Regions from separate parts of the Zea mays genome. Here region 2 is linked to region 1. A link is a contact called in public Hi-C data. All regions are on one chromosome and are shown on one strand. The core of a region is the stretch at or near the end of the contact, and the rest is flanking DNA. Distances in the headings are between cores, read along the strand shown. Region 1 holds the start of LOC100282755 (prefoldin subunit 2). Region 2 holds the start of LOC100279242.

What was found. A called contact is a pair of places that touch in the nucleus more often than the background predicts.
Region 2: a Hi-C map of ear shows a contact between it and region 1, with 1.9 times the contacts expected there. The contact joins the promoter of LOC100279242 here to the promoter of LOC100282755 in region 1. A contact is called at or near these places in 2 of 25 Hi-C or Micro-C datasets (ear and leaf).

What each region holds. Positions count from the first base shown.
Region 1 is chr10:80,677,737-80,683,963 of Zm-B73-REFERENCE-NAM-5.0, reverse strand. It overlaps LOC100282755 (prefoldin subunit 2), which reads left to right and starts at 4,148. Exons shown (of 2, transcript NM_001155661.2): 1 at 4,148-4,277; 2 at 5,456-6,207. The coding sequence starts at 5,460. The coding sequence ends at 5,900.
Region 2 is chr10:81,340,041-81,345,699 of Zm-B73-REFERENCE-NAM-5.0, reverse strand. LOC100279242 reads right to left here and starts at 3,448. Exons shown (of 4, transcript NM_001152263.1): 1 at 3,044-3,448; 2 at 2,703-2,920; 3 at 1,459-2,063. The coding sequence starts at 3,173.

The DNA of each region.
Region 1 (6,227 bases), core at 2,899-5,398:
CACGCTCCCAGGTTGCTTTTTCCTCAGAGTGGTGACTCCATCTGACTTTGCACATTCTGATAGTCTCCCTCCGGGTGACTCTGTCTGCCATCTCAAGAATCTGCGCTGGCTTCTCTATATAGGTCAAGTCCTCCTGGACCTACAGACCTTCCACCAGCAACTGCTCTTCTGGCACACGCAGACACTTCTTCAACTGAGACACGTGGAAGACATCATGCACTACGGACAAACCTTCTGGCAAACTGAGCTGATAGGCCACTTCTCCACGCCTTGCGAGAATCTGGTACAAACCAACATAGCAGGGTGCTAGCTTGCCTTTGACTCCAAATCTTCTGACTCCTCTGATCAGGGATACTTTTAAATAGACAAAATCTCCGCTTAGAAACTTAGCTCTCTCCTCCTTGTGTCTGCATAGCTTTGTTGCCTAGATTGTGCTATCTTTAGATTCTCTCGAACCATCTTGATGTTCTCTTCAGCTTCGAGCAGAATGTCTGGCCCGAACACTTGTTTTTCTCTAGGCTGATCCCATTGCAACGGAGTTCTACAACTCCTCCCATATAGCGCCTGAAATGGTGACATATTCAAGCTGGCATGGTAACTGTTGTTATAGGAGAATTCTGCATAAGGCAATCTCTTGTCCCATCCGGACTGATCTTGCAACGCACAGACTCTCAACATATCTTCCAGGATTTGATTAGTTCTTTCAGTCTGGCCGTCTGTCTGTGGATGGTAAGCTGAACTGAAATTCAGATGTGTACCCAAGGCTTCATGCAGTTGCTGCCAGAAATGAGAGGTGAACTGCGTTCCTCTGTCTGACACTATCTTCTTTGGCACACCATGAAGACAAACGATCCGAGACATGTACAACTCTGCCAACACTGCACTGTTGTAGTTGGTCTTGACAGGTATGAAGTGGGCTGACTTGGTTAAGCGGTCCACCATTACCCAAATGGAATCGTAGCCGGCTCGAGTGCGAGGCAATCCGACTATGAAGTCCATCCCGATTTCATCCCATTTCCACTGAGGAATTCGCAACGGTTGCAACAATCCAACTGGCCTCTGATGCTCTGCCTTGATCCTTTGACAACTGTCACATATAGCCACATGCTCTGCGATCTCCCTTTTCATTCCGTACCACTAGAACTTCTTCTTCAAATCCTGATACATCTTTTCACTTCCAGGGTGTATAGAATAAGCTGACTCATGAGCTTCCTTGAGGATCAACTCCCGAATGGACTGGACATTGGGAACACACAAACGGTCTTTGAACCATATCACACCTTCTGCATCTTCCCAAAAATCTTTACCTCTGCCTTCCAGAATCAACTGTCGAATTTCACTGATCTTCTCATCATTCTTCTGCGCTTCTTTGATTTCCCGCTCTAGGGTAGGCTCTAATTCAACTGTCACTCCTCGCATATTGTTCAGAAATCCGAGGCTCAACCTGTCAAACTCTTTGGCCAACTCATAAGGCATCGGATGAGCGTCCATCATGTTGACTTGCATCTTCCTGCTCAAAGCATCTGCCACTACGTTTGCTTTGCCTAGATGGTAATGAATCTCCAATTCATAGTCCTTGATCAACTCTAACCATCTTCGTTGCCTCATATTCAGCTCCGACTGAGTGAATATGTACTTCAGACTCTTGTGGTCTGTGTAAACATCACATTTCTGCCCATACAGATAATGCCTCCATGTCTTCAGTGCGTGAACCACTGCTACCAACTCTAGGTCATGGATTGGATAATTCTTCTGATGAACCTTCAGCTGTCGGGACGAGTAAGCCACAACTCTTCCCTCCTGCATCAACACGCATCCCAAACCAGTGTAACAAGCATCGCAATACACTGAGAAGGGCTTGTGCACATCAGGTAAGAATAAGACAGGCGCTGTAGTCAACTTCTCTTTCAGCGCTTCAAAGGCTTCTTGGCATTTCTGGGTCCACTTGAACTCAACTTTGTTGCCTAGCAAAGCTGTCATCGGTTTCGCAATCTTCAAAAACCATTCAATGAATCGCCGATAATATCCGGCCATTCCAATAAAGCTCTTGATTCCTCGAGCATCTGTTGGCGCTTTCTAGTTTAGAATGTCTACCACTTTCTTCGGATCCACAACCAATCCTTCTTTGTTTATTATGTGACCCAAGAACAGGACTTCATCAATCCAGAACTCACACTTGCTCAACTTTGCATACAGCTGGTGCTCTCGCAATCTCTGCAAAACCATCCTCAAATGATCTGCATGCTCTGCTTCACTTTGAGAATATATCAGAATATCATCAATAAATACCACCACAAATTTGTCAAGATAATCCATAAATACACTGTTCATCAGATTCATGAAGAAGGCTGGTGCATTTATTAGACCAAAAGACATCATAGTGAACTCATACAACCCATACTTGGTAATGAATGTCGTCTTCGGAATGTCTAAGGGTCGAATCCTGAGCTGATGATAACCTGACCTTAGATCTATCTTTGAGAACACGTTGGATCCTCTCAACTGGTGAACTCATATAAATGAATGTGTTGCTCCAGTATCAAATAACACTTCTGCAATATGGGAGCGAAACGGGAAAAGAAAAGAGAGTAACGCCTGAATTTGGTGAGTAAAAAGAAGAAAAAATTCTACCCCCAAATTCATGGCGTTACAGTCGGCTTGTGTCTAGATGGCATACGTGGGATCCGGACCCGTTGGTGTAGTCTCTAGATTCCTCTTTCGAGACACGTGGCAGCACCGGACCTACTCCTGAACCTGGAGCAGGTCCTGAGGCCAGCGATCCTAACAAACGAGTCTGGTCCCGTGGGCCTGGCTGCTCAGTTCCTTAGCGTGTGGTTAAAAGGCTAACCACGCAAGTCTCTGTCTTAGACACAGTAGAAGACCCCATTTATGGGGTACCGGCAATATTATTTTTGCTCTAGTAAAATGTTTAGCCTCATAAGATAAGAAATGAACCAGAGACAAAACATTAAGCTCTTTTATTGTAGTTTTTTATTTTTAGTAATTGATATGGTAATCCTAAAATTTTAGAAAAATGGTACGAATATGATATATGATTACTAATTTTTGTATAGAATTATATAAATTTTGGATATTAGTAGAAGACATAATTGAAAAGACAAAACGGGTACCAATTAAATCAGTGTCGAATGATCGTCAACTAAAACTGACTAGGTTGTTATTTGTGTGGTTTTTATTAAACTGACTAGGTTGTTATTTGTGTGGTTTTTATTAATTTGAAGGTGCTAAACAACTGATTTTGAAGATAATGGTGTGAAGTTGACCATTCTCTAAAGGTAAGGGGTTATGTAGGCTTAGAGCATCTCTAAGGGATTCTCTATTTTTGACACTTTATTTGACTCTCTATTTACCTTTGAGAAAGATTAAACTCTATATGTCACAATTTATTGCAATAGACTCTCTAATAGACAGACAAGTTAGTTTGGTTAGCTGGAGTGGCTAGCCAAGTTTAGTTAGCGAGAGAGCTAACTTTGAGCCGGATCGTTTAGCGAGTTGATGATTATTTTGATATTAAACAGCTAAAATTTAGCTTAATGGATCATTTGACTAGTGTGTTGGAGATGCTTTTAATTCTTAAAAATAGCTGTTTTTTAATCAGAAAAATTGGACAACAGTTGAGACGGATAATTCAGGGCACGTACAGTGCACAGACGGCTACCATCTACAAGTTTTTTTGAAAAGTACATGCAGACGGATGAATAGACAGCTCGTACAATCACCTGTCTATTTACATCATGTATATATTATTTATAATTCATTTAAGGCCCTTAATGGTTTCTATATGAGATGAGAAGTTCTGGTGAAAGATGCTCCTGTTCGTACAACGGTAGATGAGGCCGTCGCTTGGCATGTGAGCACGAGACGACGGCAAGCTCCTCTTCCTTCTTTTTATTATAGTCCACGTAAGCAAATTTCTGTGACATGGCATCATACAGACGACTCATTTAAGAGCGCTGTACATGCCCTTAGTCTTTTTTTTCCCTCGTAGAGTATTTACGCAGAAGCATCTCCTGGAGACCTGGACTGATGGAAAAAAAGGCCCCATGGCCCATCCAGGCCTGCCTCAGGCCCAGGCAATTTTTTTTTATTGCCCAGTCTAGTGCCTACCTGCCTTCTCTAGTTCTCTCCCCTACACGCCGCGTGCGCGCGCCGTGCTCTCTCTCGCTCGTGGGGACAGCTGCGCGACCGCCGCCGCCCTACGCCAGGCGCCCAGGTCTTCGGCAGTACCTTCGCCGGCGACGAACTAGCACCCACAGGTATGTTCACCCCTTCTCCCCCTTACTTCTGTGAGAAACCGAGCTTCGTAACCCTAACTTGACCCATTTGTCTACTATCTGTATGTGTACTCGGATCTGTTTCTGATCTACTAATTTACAAGTGTTATGCCTACCAACTTCGGGAATTTGCGTCTGGGTCACTATTTGCTGAATAAAACCCTGTGATGAATGTATGTCCTGTATTAGCTTTTGACATCTCCCACTTACATCCAGAAATAATAGTGCCGCTTTGAGGTGATGCTAGTGCTTGTGTCCGGGAGGAATCACTGTTTTTATTATTTCTTGGATTATCGATCATGTGCCAGTAAAGTTGCGTCATTAGTAACGGAGAATGGTGCCAGTAGATGTTAGGCTGATGAATTGCTCTGCTATGCAAGTTTTCTCTCTTTCTTGGCCAGTTTGTGTTATGCGGTAGTATTTTTATTTTTATTATTGGTTTCTGGGCTACGTGAATAGGATTTGCTATGCTCATTAAATGTTTATGCCAGTTAACTATCCTTTTCGATATGTTATTACTCTTCCTCCATTCCCGTTACAGCAGGGAGCATGAAGCCTGTGTTTGAATGCTTATTATACCGTTATGGTCATAAAACGGTTAGCAGCTAGGATCTGCATCGCTTTCTTATAACAAATTCCTCCTTACATCTCGAGCAAGCTGTAAATCTACTTAGTTTTTTTTTTCTTTTTGCGAGGACAAATTTACTGACTTAATAGGCAAGACTGTTATTTAGTTGTGCACAGCCCAATACTGCCTGCAAAAACTGAGGCAAATTCTGGTAGTATGATTTACGAGAGGCAGGCAACCAAGTTTACTCAAATAGTTGATGAGGTGATTACAAAGTGCTGAACATTACTTTTCGCAGCATAGCATATAAAATATTTTCCCCATTTGCTCATATTTCTTAAATTGTAACGCTATTTTTTTTAAAAAAAAAAACTTCCTTATCCTTGGTTACTGCTTGTTTGATTATATTGCTTGCTTGGTGATGTTTATGATAGTTCTCTATTTAGTGCTACGGAAATGTCGATGTGTTTGGCTTTAATTGTTTTATCTTGAACTCTTAGCTTGCAGTCTTGCACCTGTGCTTAAAAGCTGCAATTTTCTTCATGGGCTTTTGCCGTTAGTGATTTTGTTCTCCGGTTATCTGCATCACTAGGAAAATGGCAAGCAGAGCAGGTGGCGATGGCAAGGAAGCCATAAACGAGCAGGTAATCGCCAACACCTACGCCAACATGCGCACCGAAATGAACCAGCTCTACACAAAGATCACGGAGCTGGAGATGGAGGTCAGCGAGCACTCCCTCGTGATGGGCGCGATCGAGCCGCTGGACCCCTCGAGGCGATGCTACAGGATGATCGGCGGCGTCCTAGTGGAGAGGACCATCAGGGAGGTCATGCCTGCCGTGAAGCGCAACAAGGAGGGCCTGGAAGAGGTGATTGCCCGCATGCACGAGGCGCTGGAGAGGAAGAAGAAGGAGATAACCGAGTTTGAGCTCAAGTACAAGATCAGGATCCGGAAGGCTGATAGCGACGCTGAGGATGAAGGCGGCAAGAAGGAAGGCACTGCGCAGGGAGTCCTTGTTGGTCCTGCCGGACAGTAATCTAAGTTGATTAGAGAGACCTGCGTGCTACAAGCTATTTATGCTTGGACCACAGTAAGGTGGTTGTTGCTCCTCTCTGCCAATGTGTGTGTTTAGGGGGTGACGACATGCTTCTGTAGAACCAGCGATTTTGTGTTTAAACTGGAATGGTTTTGACAAGGTGCGATGTGTTTCTGCATTTGTTCTTCAGGTTCAGGTGTTTCGGTTAACCAAATGTATTTCTTGCTTGCTGATAATGATGGCACATCTCTAGTTTCGCAGGGCTGCAGTCTGTGTCTGGAGGCCCCTTTTTATTATCTTTTCAGATAATTCCTCGGAAGTCGTCTT
Region 2 (5,659 bases), core at 2,199-4,698, 660 kb before region 1:
GGACCACGTCTGTTCGACAGGACACGGCACACACAATGTTCTACTGCAACTTTGGTTCCCGACTTTCCAACCCTACTGTCTACTACGCTACTGCTGCTGCTGTTCATTCATCAGTACCTCAGCTCCTCAAGCCGACGCCTTGCTGCCACGTTTTCAATGCGGCTGTGAAAAAGTCTCACACACTGTCCGTGTCCGAGTCGCCAGGAAGCGATGAGGGCACGAAGCTAGTACTCTCGGTTGGTGGATGACTGACTGGTGCGGGGCGCCGTGAAAGGGGGGGGGGGGGGGGGGGGGGGGGGGGGGGGGGAGCGCGCGAGGGGCAGCTTTCTTGGCCTCCCGAGATAGACAAGGAGGGAGATGAGAGATCAAGCTCCTTTTTGGCCTCGCATGCCGACCTCTGTTTCTCCACACCTTCTCCCAGTCTATACCACCACCAGCAGCAGCAGCAGGTGCATGTCGTCTACCGTCTGTATAATATGTATACATATCTACAATATCCTGCTGTGCAGAGCACCGGGGCAGAGGAGGACACACAGCATCACAACAGCCACCGAACGATGGCCCGGGGGGCCGGACAGACAGCAACAGGGCAAGCAAGCAAACCGAGGGGGCACTGCGCGGTCCGTGACCCCTGCTAGTTCCGGGAGAGAGAGAGAGGGAGGGGGGCATTAGAAATAGCGCAATTATTGGCCCGGGTGCTGCCAAACCCCGGGACATTTGTCGCTCGCCGCCGGTGGCCTAGCTTATCCTCTTCTTTCCCGGGGAGGGAAGGGGACGGTGTCTGGGACTGTGGTGGTGTTTGCCATTCAGATACAGGGGGTGGTGTAGGGGACCACTCGTCAGCCACGGCCGGAAGGAATGGTTCGGCGCCGGTTTCAGTAGGGGAGGAGGCGATTGGATCTGCCATGAATTCATCATCCGTAGCACAACACCGCGTGAACGGGCGAATGCAAGTTGGGGAGAAAGGAAAACGATGCGGAGATGGAGGGGACAAACCCGGCCAGCCGGCCGTCTGCATCTACGTGCATTGGACTGGACTGGGCTGGCCCTTAACGTAGCTGGCAAAATTGCATGTATACTGTTACTGGTGGAGACAGACAGACAGACATCATCAGCTCACCATCCTTCCTCTCTGTTTCTCTTGTCTGGTTGTGTATGTGTGTGTTTCTCTCTCTCTCTCACGGACACTCTGTTAAGTCACAGACTCACAGTACAAGTGAGCGAGACCAATAGTAAGCAAGCTGGCCTCTTTTGACTGAACCCATCAACTAACCACCATGCTTCACTAGCTAAATACGTTAGTCAGGTGGTAGTATATAGTAAGGTATTTTGTTCAGTAATCAAGGTAATTAATAGCAGCGACATGCATAAGGTAGGTAATTACAAATAATAGTGCATGGTCATGACGATAGGAACCAAAAAACAGCAACAACATTAAAGTAGTAGCAGTAACCTTACCGGAACTGGTCGGTGTGGGGGAGGCGCTCCTTGCGCTTGCTCTTCTTGCTGGAGGACCCATCCTCGACGGCGGCGGCCTTGCCGACGTCGACGTCGTAGAGCATGGCGGGGTCGGCGGGGAGAGGGAGGCGGCGCTTGCGCCAGGCGGCGACGACGACGGCGGCGATCTGCGTGAGGGGGCTGCCGGCCAGCTTCTTGAAGCGGTACCTGCGTGTGCCGGCCAGGAAGACGAGGAGGCCCGCGGCGATGGCGCAGGCGCAGGCGCCGTAGCCCCAGCGCCTGCCCAGGTTGTCCTGGACGTACACCAGCACGGTGACGGCCAGCAGCGACCCCAGCGAGATGAAGAAGAAGAACCAGTTGAAGAAGCGCATCATCTGCCGCTTCTCCCCGCCGTCCGACTCGTCGAACTGGTCCGACCCGAACCCCGACACGCTCGACTTTAGCCCACCCGTGCCCAGCGCCGTCAGGTACAGCGCCAGGTACAGCACCCCCAGCTGCGCCCCCGACGCCCGCGCGCACTCCCCGACGACGCCTCCGCCGGTCGCGGAGCAGGACGCCGGCCGTAGCCCCGGCGCCGCCGTCGAGATCGTCAGGATCGTCACGCCCTGCAAACCATGTTACCGCTTTTAGATCTCTTTTTTTATTATTAGATCGTGCTCTTCTTCTCCGTGCCCAGGTAGATTGACAGACAGGCAGATGATGCAAGGATCGAATCCAACAACTCCGCTGCCAATAATGGGGGGAAACAAAAAGAGGAAATTGTAGACCCCCGCCGGCTGTCCACCGCACCACCGTGCATGGGCGGGCGTTCATTGGGCGATGATGGACTGGATTGGAAACTGTTTGCTTTCATTGGGTGCGCGTGCGCGGTTCTTTTCAGGGTTGAGCATCTTCTGCATGGAAAGTTCCAATTTTTATTTGGGGGTTTTTTTTACGGCTGCTGCTACTACTAGTCCTACTCCTCCTAAGTCGGGGATAAAAAAATAAAAATAAAATCAAGACGATGAAAAGCCGACGCAGATATTTCGACAGAGGAGATTGACCGCACCCATCCAGTAAACTGACCGACATGTAGAGAGAGCAGAGCCGAACGAGCTGCCCTAGTTAGGATTATCCGATCCAAGTCCAAGCGGTGAGCAGATTACTATTGTTATTAATATTATTATAAAAATAAAAGGAAAGGAGAAAAAAAAGGAATCAACCGTCCGTCGTCCCGAGTTTGTGGGAGGGGAGGGGGGACTGACCGAGGCCTGGACGGCGGTGAAGATGGCGATGGTGAGGTAGCGGCCGAGGAAGGAGTCGGCGACGAAGCCGCCGAGGAGGCAGAGCATGAAGGAGGTGCCCATGAAGTTGGTGACGACGTTGGCGGACTCGGCGTTGCCCAGGTGCATGGTGCCCGTCAGGTACGTCACCAGGTTCACGGCGATGCCCAGCGTCGTCAGCCGCTCGTTCAGCTCCGCCACTGATTGACATACAGTACAGACACAGGGGTCAGTCAGCCTCCCCCACGCATTATATATCCATCCTCTTCGTCAGCGACAGATCTGCCGGGCTCGGGGATCTCGGATGGGTAAAATCAACCAACCTAGGATCATGGCGGCGGCGCCCCAGCGGCCGGTGGTGGCGCGCGGGGCCGGCCGGCCCTTGAAGTCCCAGGCGTCGAGGAGGACGTCCGTCTCCGCCGCGGCATTGGTCTCGGGGAGGAGTCCGACCATCTTCGCTCTTGTTCTGGTCTCTTCGCTTCCCCTCCCTCTCTCTCTCTCAGTCTCTCTCTCTCTCTCTCTCTCTCTCTATATCTGTGTGCCGGCGGCCGGCAGCGAGGTGGCGCGCGGGGCTACGTGTGAGGATTCGGGAGGAGGCGACACGGGGAGGGTTGAGAGGGGGAAGGAGGAGGTGGAGGCCCAGAGACCTGATGACCGACCAGCTGCGGTTGCCGGCCGGCACCGCGCGCTGCTGCTCTGGGCTGGATGGGGGCGGGGCACAGCAGAAGGCAGATCGCTGTGCTGCTGCCTGTGCGTGTGTGTGCGGTGCGGACTGCCGTGCTCCGCCGGGTGTGCGGCGCCCCGCTATATATAACCCGTTCGCGACGGGGGGGTATTTTCGGGAGAATCTCTCACGGCTGCCCGGTGGGCCTCGCGGATCAGTGGATAATTAGAGGAGCGAGGTGGGCAACATATATAACTTGCAGCCTTTTATTTTTTACACGTACTAACAGTTATTACTAGTACTAAATAGAGAAAAAAACGATTTTGTTTAAGGCAGGAAAGGCAAGGCGTGATAAGGGGAGGCTACTGGAAACGAGAAGAGGATAAGGGCACTTGGCTTGGCCTAACGGAACCGAGGGATGTGCATGCACCCGCGTGAGCTGCCTCGCCTTTTCAACGTTTCTGTGGTGTGTGTGGCTGTAAAAGGTACCCGCACCATGGTTTGATGTGTTTTTTCATTGGAGTCTCACCAAGCTGTATATTATTTTATTTAAAAAAATACCTATTTTTTATTGTGTTTGCACCATTGCGTTTATTACGATAAGATCTATAAAAGTACATCTATAATATATTCTCGACAAGGTCCGAGTTAAACTTATAAAATTTTAACTATAAATAATTTTTTTATTATTTAGTTTTAAATCCTAATATTTATCATTAAAAAGTACTTTTATAAAAGTATAAATATATTAAGAGTTTATTTTTATTTTAGCAAAAAAACATTGGTCAAAGTTATATTTTAGAGATTGTGTCGTTGTCCGATCCAATAGACTATATATCCGACTCTCTAAATTGGATTCCTCACAAGCCAAATTTGGTTAGTCAAACTAGATAAATAATCTGTTTAAGTGGAGATGCTACATATAAAGTATAATCTTCATGAAAAAGGTAAATATAGAGTAAAATAATAGAGCCACAAATAAATAGTCTTTTGGAGATGCTCTAATACAGAGCTTTATACATAATAGCTAAAAGTTTCAAATTAAATTCGGGGGTATAAAGTTCTAGATTGCAAAATTCTGGATCCAGTAGGAATAACTATAGTATTTGACACTTGTAGATGGATTTGGCGTCATCAAACAGATTAATAGGTCTAAAATCAAAGATAGGAATCAAGCAAATTAGTAGGGGTAGCAGCCATGTTTTGGTCAATCTGGCTATATATGTGGCAATGATATAGTTTTTAATGGAGAACATATACCTTGAATCATGCAGGTGATTTTCAAGGGATCTTACTGGCTCAGATTTTGGAGGTTGCTACGAAAAGAGGATTTACACCCAGAGATATCAAAGGATGTTTGTTGTGTAATGGAAGTGGTGGCAATGGATATCTTTGCAACACATGGTTGGAGATGCAATGCTAGAATTGAGACTTATTAGTTTTTTTATGTTAAGGAGAAACTGTGTTTTGATGTTTTTATTTTAGTTGGGTTGAGTATGTGATGTTTTTGCTATAGTCGGTTTGTTTTATAGATGTCCAAACGGATCGGGCTTGCCGGGCAGCCCGAAACCCAGTACGGGTTTGGCCCGGCACAAACCCGACACGACACGTAGTGAACCGGGCCCGTGCCGGCCCGGTCCGATCACCGGGCCGTGCCTGGGCCGAAGGCGTGGCACGACGGGCTAGACCCGACACGACCCAATTTATTTTTTTTTCTATTTTTTCATATAAATACATATATTATACTTGAATATAGGGTATAAAACACAAGAAACATGTGTTTTTTTGGTTATGTGGGTGTAAATAAATGTTTAGATCTAATAAACATGGTTTAAACCCTAAAAATACATACTTTTAGGATATTTTTATCATTTAAAAGTCGTATATTGTTATGGGCCCGTTAGGCCCGTCGGACCGTGGGACGGCCGGCACGGTAATTAACCTAGCGGGCCGTGCTTGAGCCTCGTTTGGGGCCCGTGGGCCGGCACGACACGGTCCGCTAGCTAATCCATGCCAGGCCGGTACAGTCCTAATCCGTGTCGGGTCTAGCCGTGCTCGGGTCGGGCCGGCACGGCCCGCCCATTTGGACATCTATAGTTTGTTTATGTTGATTGTGCTATGAAGCCATATACATCCTTGATGCAAATGGCTGGAACATGTTTTTTTTCCATTATCAAAAGAAAAAAGGAAGCAAGCAAGAGGAACAGGCGGAAGACATGCATGTTCGTACGTTCCTCTCTATTCGATCAGGAACGTATCCAAAGAGGAAGATATC